Regions from separate parts of the Mus musculus genome. Here region 2 is linked to region 1. Evidence: chromatin contacts called from public HiChIP or PLAC-seq data. All regions are on one chromosome and are shown on one strand. The core of a region is the stretch at or near the end of the contact, and the rest is flanking DNA. Distances in the headings are between cores, read along the strand shown.

Evidence for each region. HiChIP or PLAC-seq counts read pairs in DNA pulled down with a chosen protein or histone mark.
Region 2: a contact with region 1 is called in a FOXA1 HiChIP or PLAC-seq map of pancreatic cancer cells. The contact joins two enhancer-like sites. A contact is called at or near these places in 3 of 39 promoter capture datasets (the 3T3-L1 cell line and pre-B cells), 1 of 115 datasets of contacts at active chromatin or transcription factors (pancreatic cancer cells) and 1 of 9 other capture datasets (liver).

The regions. Positions count from the first base shown.
Region 1 is chr13:34,029,960-34,034,066 of GRCm38.p6, reverse strand. Ripk1 (receptor (TNFRSF)-interacting serine-threonine kinase 1) reads right to left here. Exons shown (of 11, transcript NM_001359997.1): 10 at 3,887-4,027; 11 at 1-1,571. The coding sequence ends at 1,285. Among named protein-coding and RNA genes, the nearest start is that of Bphl, 5.6 kb to the left of the region's middle. Within about 2 kb of position 1,831, at least 26 of the 459 cell types and tissues checked have an H3K27ac peak or open chromatin away from gene starts, as enhancers often do. A contact at or near this core is called in pancreatic cancer cells, where this site is marked.
Region 2 is chr13:34,764,920-34,769,026 of GRCm38.p6, reverse strand. No RefSeq gene overlaps it. Among named protein-coding and RNA genes, the nearest start is that of Fam50b, 32 kb to the right of the region's middle. Within about 2 kb of position 2,241, at least 41 of the 459 cell types and tissues checked have an H3K27ac peak or open chromatin away from gene starts, as enhancers often do. A contact at or near this core is called in pancreatic cancer cells, where this site is marked.

The DNA of each region.
Region 1 (4,107 bases), core at 582-3,081:
CGTTACAGGAGAGTCCCTCCAAAGAACATGTAGCAATATCTAGTTATTTTTCTCACACCTGGTGGGTGTTGTGAGGTTGACTTGTACTGTTGGCATCTTGCAGATGGAGGCCAGGAATGTTCCCAAATATCCTACTGAGTACAGGATAGCCCAACAAAGGAGGATGAAGTGCCAATGAGTGCCAGAATGGCCAACAAGGCCAAAGCGGCTGTGCAGCCCATCCTAACAGTGACTGTGGCTGGTGTAGGCGGCTTCAGTCTTCTACCCTAGCTCCTTCACTCACTTGTAGGTTGCAATATGGGCTTCCTAAAGGCACAAGATGACTCTGAAGCTGTCCTTTCTTGATTGGTGGCACACAGAAGAAACATATTTGTACAGCACACTGGAGAAAACTGAGGAAACAGTTTATTGGGCACAGGGAACAGTGCTAAGGCACCAGTCATATCCAGAGAGGAGGAGATGGTATTTCCCGATCAGTGTTTCCTGCACATCTGTTCCCTCTGTGGGGCTCACAGGGTGGGAAACTGCATGAAGCGCCAGAATGGTAGAGAAACTTTAGAAACTTAAAAGTAGACTTTTTACAGCAGCCAGAACCAGCAGCAGCTCTGCAATGACAGCCAGTACCTGAGCTGCAATGACAGCCAGTACCTGAAGATCTCTCTCTGCCCTGCACCTTTTTCTCCTTAGCACTCCTTAAAAATCTCTCACTAATTGATAATTTGATAGACTAGAATTACACATGATTCTTAAAGCTTAAGGTGACAGTACAGCATTGGATGCTCAAGTTAACAGATCCTATAGTTTTTAGAAGAGCCGTGGCTCATAGAAGGCATTTGAGCAGAACTTTTCTGACTCACAGTCCATGAAGCGGGAAGCTAGCTGATTTTACATTCTTTGAATGTTTTTTGTTTGTTTTCCCCTTACCCAATGAAACCACAGGAAACTGAGCAAATAACCTAAGTGATGACTATGACACAAGCTGAACGAAGGCCACCTTCCCCCAACATCTTCTCTCCCTTTGAAAACTCAATACACTGTATTTTTAATTTTTTTCCTCCTACTGGTCATGGACCGACCATTCATTCAGCGGTCTTTATGCTTGCATGTTCTGAAGAATCACTGTGGGCTTCAGATTTCTCTTCCCATCCACCAGTTCCAAACTGCATGACCCTGTGTGCTCAAATGCAGAGCTCATGCTGAGATAGAGTTCTGAAGGCTAGTGGGCAAACGGGGTTTGTGCACCAGACAAATAGTTTGCTTCCCACTGCCAGAGCCTGCCCAGGCTTAGCTCTGGCTGGCACGAATCAAGTGGTTCAGCAGGTCTATCCTGCAACATTGGTGAAGTGCCTGGGCCAACTTTCCCACTGTGGCCCCTTTGGTGCCTTCCCGCATCAGCCACTTCTGAAGCATTTGGTAAACTTTCTCTTTCAGTCCATCTCTTTCATAGTCATGGTCGATTTCATCGATCTGAGACTCAGTGAAGCCCAGCTTGCGGGCACAGTTTTTCCACTGCCTTCCCAGGTTTTCCCTGATAGGGTTCAGGTGTTCATCAGTCAGACTAGTGGTGTTATCTGTTAAATGGAAAAGAGAAGAAACATCAGGCTGCAGCCCATCTGACCAGTCTAGTGTCTGGTTTTGCTGAAAAGGCCCAGGAAAGTAAAGAATATGAAGAGACATAGAGAGAAATTGTTTTGTTTCGAGACAATCTTGCACTGTAGCCCCTTTGTCTCTCTGGGACTTGGATTATAGTGTGCACCACTATGCCTGGTGCTAACTTAGCTGTTATTGACTTGTTGGGCAATACTTGACCTAACCACAGCCACTCAGGAGTCTTTATATAGAGTTAAAATAGGCTGCTGTTTCCTCCTCGGCAGATGTGTAGCTTCCTGAGCCCTAACTGATGGCTTCATGAACAAAAGCCCTACTACATGGCTAGCTGTTCTATTCAACTCCCACTTGAGTCCTGTTCTAGTTAGACTAACTGGATATAATGGGCAGTGATGGGGTGGGGGTGGGGCAGGAAAACTGTCAACTTACACAGGGTGAAGTCCAAGGACACTCATTTCTAGACAGTTCACTTTCCTCTTTTTCCCCCTTCCCTCTCCCTTTTGCTCCAGCTCTGCTCCCTCCAACCCCCCCCCCCCCGTCACTCACTTTCCTCTTAACAAGGACACTGAGACCAAGTGTAACCTTCATTTAATTACTATGTCTTCCCTTATCTCTCAGTGGATGAGAATATAAACTTTTCAAGGTTTTTTTTTTTGTCTTATAAATCAAAGACTCTTCATTTTATATATACACAGCCTTTCTCTTGCTATTAGCTTCATCACCTTAGATGTTCATAAAAATAACACATATAGGGAACACATGAAGATAAGAAAAGGCCCAGTATTGTGGTGAATGCTTTTAATCCCAGTACTTGGGAGACAGAGGCAGGTGGATTTATGTGAGTTCAAGGCCAGTCTGATCTACATACAGAACAAGTACCAGGGCTATAGGTATGTCTCTCTCTGTGTACACACACACACACACACACACACACTCAGACTGGTAGTGGTGGTGGACAGGGAGATAGAGATAGACAGATACGGAGAGAAGGGAGAGAAGAAAAGACAAAGTCACCATAATAGTCTTTTGTTCTCATGCCACCTCAGAACCTTGTTTCTCCCTCAGCTCCATTCCTTCTTCAGTACCGTAGTGCAGAGTCCATCAACTATGGCAGCAGACTAAGACCCTCCTAAGATAACTGTAAATTGCCAGTGTCTGCAGGAGCCCTGGGTGTCAGTAGAGTCACAAAGGTAACTCCAGTTCCTCAAAAGCTAAGAACCCATCTCTCAGGCATTTTAAAGACCACTCCTCTAATGGAATAGTACAGGGATTGGTGTGGCCTAAGGGCCAAGTCTGGCTTCTGCTTTTTGTAAATAGTTTCAGGATCCATATCTGTCCTCATCTTTGTGCAAACTACCTGTGGCTGCTTCTGTACTCCAATTACAGAGAGGCCTCAGGGTCAGCAGAGCCTTGCCTAACCCTATGTAAATCAGAAAGTTGAATTCTGGCTTCTTTCTGAGACAGGGTCTTGCTATAGCCAGGGTGGCCTGGGACTCACCATCTTCCCACTTTAACTGCCCTAGTGATGGATTATTGGCATACATCACCACACATGGCAGAGTGCTGTGGACACCTCTGAGCACTCTTGTTTTGATTACAGAGTGCTGTGGACGGCATGGTCTCCTGCACTTTACAGAATCTCTTTGCTGTAGAGCCAAGGGAGCTATTTCCTTAAGTCTGAACAGGATCATGGGTGATACATGGGTTTAACACTCCCAGGCGGTGCCCTATGTTTTCAACTCACACTGATTAGTTTAAACTTTATAGCACCACCACCAATTAGATACTGCAATTCTCCCTGTTTAAAAAAAAATAGATTACAAAAGATTAAAAACTACTGCGTAGGGGCTGGAGTAGATGGCTCAGCAGTTAAGAGCACTTGTTCTTGCTTGGGTCAGTTTCCAACATTCCCAGAGCTCACAACTATCCATAATTCCAGTTCCAAAGGATCTGACACCCTCTTCTGACCTTTGTAGGCACCAGTCGTGCATGTAGTACATGAAGACAAAACAGTCATACAAATAGTATATAAATCTAAAAAAATTAAGGAGGAAATATAGGACAACTCAGGGAGAACCTTAAAAGAAGATTCTATCATGTTCTCTTCAAGAAGTAAAAATTGTCAAGAGACAATTCATAAGATACTACAAGTCATAAGATACTACACCCTTAAAAAAAATTCCCTTCAATGCTGGGAACTGAGTTCAAGGCTTCATGCATGCTAGGCAGGCATTCTACCATAGCTATTCAGCCCAACATTGATCCTTAAGAATTTTACCAAAGATGGCTTGGTGTCTGGAAGTCGACTCTTCTTTGCAAGTATTGTTTGGTGGTTGTGAATTCAGTCCAACATCCATATAATTGTGGTTTCCAATCTGAATACCAGAACTATTGAATATAGTATATTTTATGAGGTCATCTGAATAGAAAAAGAGATATAAGTAAGTGCATGGGATTGAAAGCAAGAGAAAATATATGGCATGTAAAGGTATGGGGCTT
Region 2 (4,107 bases), core at 992-3,491, 730 kb before region 1:
TTGCTGGGAAGCTGTAGGGAAAATTTGCCTGAGCAAAGGTTTCTTCTAACCTTTGATCTTTTGAAAATGCAATCAAGTATCCATCCAGCCCTTGGAACCGGCTGGGGCATGTGAAGTCCACTTGGTGCTGACTCCATCATGGAGGGAGGACAGTGACTCTGACTTGACATCCAGAAAGGTTTCTCCACTGAAACACCATCAGGCTGCTTCTGTTTGATTTTAGTAGTTTTTCTTTTAACTGTTTAAAAACAATCATGTTAATCCACAGTTTATCTTGAAGTTTCCCGTCTCCTTTATGGAAGTGAGGCTTTCAACACAGGACATTCCTCCGGTTTTTTGTTTTTGTTTTTTTTTTTTTTTTTAGATTCAGCTTAAATTCTTATTAATGTTTATATTTTAAGTGTTTTATATTTTAACAGATAGCACAGGTGTATGGCTCACAGTTCAAAGACCCAACCTGGTCTAATGTGGAAAGAGTCTTTCACACTCCTGTCTCCAAGCTGCACTCTTCTTCCCCTTAGAGCAAAACAACGGTTTCTAGAATCTTGTATGTTTTTTTCAGAGATATTTAAAGTGCCATATATATGAGAAAAATCCCTCTATCAGTTTGCCTCTGCCCTCTTTTAAATAAACAGTGTCATATAATGAGTTCTGAGAACACACACACACACACACACAAACACATACATATGACCTTTTTTTTCTATTTAAATAAAAGGGGGGGGTGGCTAGAAGCACAAGGCAGTGTGAAGAGTTTAGAAAAATCCTCCCCACAGAGAAACATCTATAAACTGATCAAAATTAGCAAAATCGAATCCGTAGAACTCTCTAAAGAGCCATCAAAGTGCTCGCAGCAGATGGAGAGCCACTTACTCAGCAGAAATAGAGGTGGCGGTGGTGGGAGGGAGGCCGCTGCACATAGCTCTGTGCCAGAGAGCTGATGGAGGGAGCCGAATGAGTGGGGACAGACCGATGGGTCCCACCTCCCCCGGCTCCCCGCTGTGCAAGCCTTACAGGATATAAGGAGTACACAACAGTGCCAGCCCATGAGTGTTGGTGATCGGTTCTCAGAGCTCATTTACTACCCCAACAGAGAAGGGACGTGACGAAGATGCTGCCACACACAGCCCCTCTTTCTCTCTTCGCAGTACTTTGTGGAAGGACTGCTTGGTTGTAGTCAGACACGCCCATCTCTAACATACCTGAAGTGGAAGCACTGTTCCAGATAGACTTGGCAGCCAGGCTGAGGTGCATACGCTTGGCCCGTAGGGAGTGGCACTGTTGGGAGGTGTGGTCTTGTTGGAGGTAGTGTGTCTGTGTAGGGGTGGGGTAGAAGGGTGGGCTTTGATACCCTCCTGCTAACTGCTTGCAAGAGTCTTCTCCTAGCATGGCCTTCAGATCAAGATGCGGAACTCACAGCCTCGGCTCCTTCTCCAGCACCATGTCTGCCTGTGTGTCACTGTGTTTCTTGCCTTGATGATGTTGGACTAAAGCTAAACCTCTGAAACTGTAAGCCAGATCCAATGAAATGTTTGCCTTTCTAAGGCGTTGCTCGGGTCATGGCGTCTCCTCACAGCAGTAAAATGTTATGGTCCTGTCCCCAGCTGTGAGAATCGAACCACACACATTAGTGATGGCACTAGTCCCTTCTGCCACACATACCTAGTTCCTGCTCAGTTTGGAGGATGCAGGTGGCAAAGCTGCAGAAGAGTCATCTCCATCCTTTTCCACATTGTAAACTGTTGAGGGACACCTTTGTGCTAGGCTCAACAGTGGCCATACACCACCCTGGGCCAGGCTCTGCTTTAATTGTATAAGAGTGTGGAGGAATTTATGACCCTGGGTCATGATGGAAAACAATAACTAACCAGTTGATATAATAAGAAATTAGGCCGGGTGTGGTGGTGCACGCCTTTAATCCCAGCACTCGGGAGGCAGAGGCAGGCGGATTTCTGAGATTGAGGCCAACCAGCCTGGTCTACAAAGTAAGTTCCAGGACAGCCAGGGCTATACAGAGAAACCCTGTCTCGAAAAACAACAAAACAAAACAAAACAAAACAAAACAAACAAACAAACAAACAAACAAAAAAGTAAAGAAAAGAAATTAGGCTTGAAAATAAAACCTAGGGGGTTGGGCAGAGGCTGAAGAACTTCAAAAATACAAGGACAATACTTGCCAATGAGCTAACAGCAGTCTCCAGGGCAGGAAGTCGGGATCCAGAGCTGATGCCTCCTGCAGACTGAAATGTGCAGCTTTCAACAGCAGCTATGAGTCATAGGGAGAAACGGAAAAGAGCAAGCCAGTGCAGGCCAGCACCGGCAGCAGAAAGGATCCATAAAGTACGCAGATGTTGGGTTTAACAGAAAATGATTTCAAAGTGACTACCACAACCATGTTCAAAGAACCACAGGAGACCACTTCTGAAGGACCAAGGGAAGGAGGGAGATAATATAAATAGTGACTGGAAAGGGGAGCCAAACAGAAGTATAAGATCCAAAGAAAAAAAAAACTCACTGGGTATAAAAAAAACAGGCAGAGGTGAAGATAGAATATGCAAAGAGGAAAAATAATCAACTGAGCATCATGGGATTATGAATAGTGTTAAATATGCCAATACACGCATACTGAGTATACCAGAAAAAGAAGAAAGAGTGAGGCAGAAAAAATAAAGTGTTTAGGGGTGGGTGAGATGGCTCAGAAGGTGAGGGCATAGGCTGCAAAACCTGACAACCTGAGTTTGATCCTATCCCGAAACCCCAGGAAAGAGAACTGATCCCCACAAGTTGTGTTCTGACCTCTACAGGCCCACTCAGTCATTTGTGAACCTGGTCCCCAAATAAATAAGTAAAAATTGTGTGTGTGTGAGAGAGTGAATGTGTTCAAAGAAGTAATGCCTGGTCAGCATGGTGGCATATACCTTTTGCCTCAATACAGACAGAGGCAGGTGGATCTTTGAATTTGAGGCTAGCCTAGTCAATATAGTGAGTTCTAGGTCAATTAATGTTACTTAGTGAGAGCTTGTCTAAAGAAGGCAGAATAAAGGGGAAAAAAGGAGAGAGAGAGAGAGAGAGAGAGAGAGAGAGAGAGAGAGAGAGAGAGAGAGAGAGAGAGAATTCACCAAATTTTAAAAAGGGGGTGAGGAGAAGGGGTGCACTTTGAATTGCTAATGGATCAGTGCTTAAGAGCACCAGCTGTTCTTCCACAGGACTGGGTTGAGCTCCAGGATCTACATGGTGGCTCAGAACTTGGTGTAACTTCAGTCCCAAGGATCTGATGTCCTCTTCTAGCTTCTAGAGGTGCTGGTGCTGCACACCGGATGCACAGACACATGTGCAGTAAAATTCCATACACACAAAATGGTAAAATAAAACAAACCGACCAAAGTGGTAGCCAAAGAAGGGGTTTCTGTCTGGAAGGTAGAAAGGGAGTCAAGAGGAGGTAATGGCGGGAGGGAAGAACAGTAGATACACAAGGATTGAGTAAGGTGATGTAGCTTAACCAAACTCATTACTTCATAAGCTAACTTCGAAAATGACTTAAAGGTCAATGAGGTGGCTCAGAGGTTTAATGGCCTGCTGCCAAGTCTGACAACCTGAGTTTGCTCTCCAGGACCAACGTGGAGGAAGGATAGGACCGACTCTCACAAGTTGTTCTCTGGCTCCCACTGTTTCCCATGGCACACATACACACATGCATGGCACACATGCACACATGCATGGCACACATGCACACATGCATATGTACACAAGATAAATAAAGTGTAATTTCTAAAACGGTCTTCTTAAAGCTTACTTACACTTTAAAAAAAAAAGTAATGGCTGAAATTTTCAAACTTTCTAAGAACTAATTTATATATCTGAGCAGCTCAATTAATTCTAAATAGAATTAAAATGGGGATACGAACAATACAGTGTAGTGAAATGGAAGCAGGCAATAAATGGAAAAAATGTGAAAGGTACAGAAGGAAACTGACTCATCAAACACAGTAGGGCGAATTGCCTCTGTCCCTGTGAGTTAACTTCACACCAAAACAATGGAAACCAAAGGCTATATTTAAAATTGTTTCTTATAAAACCTGTGGCTGGAGTCACTCCTTAAACAGAGGG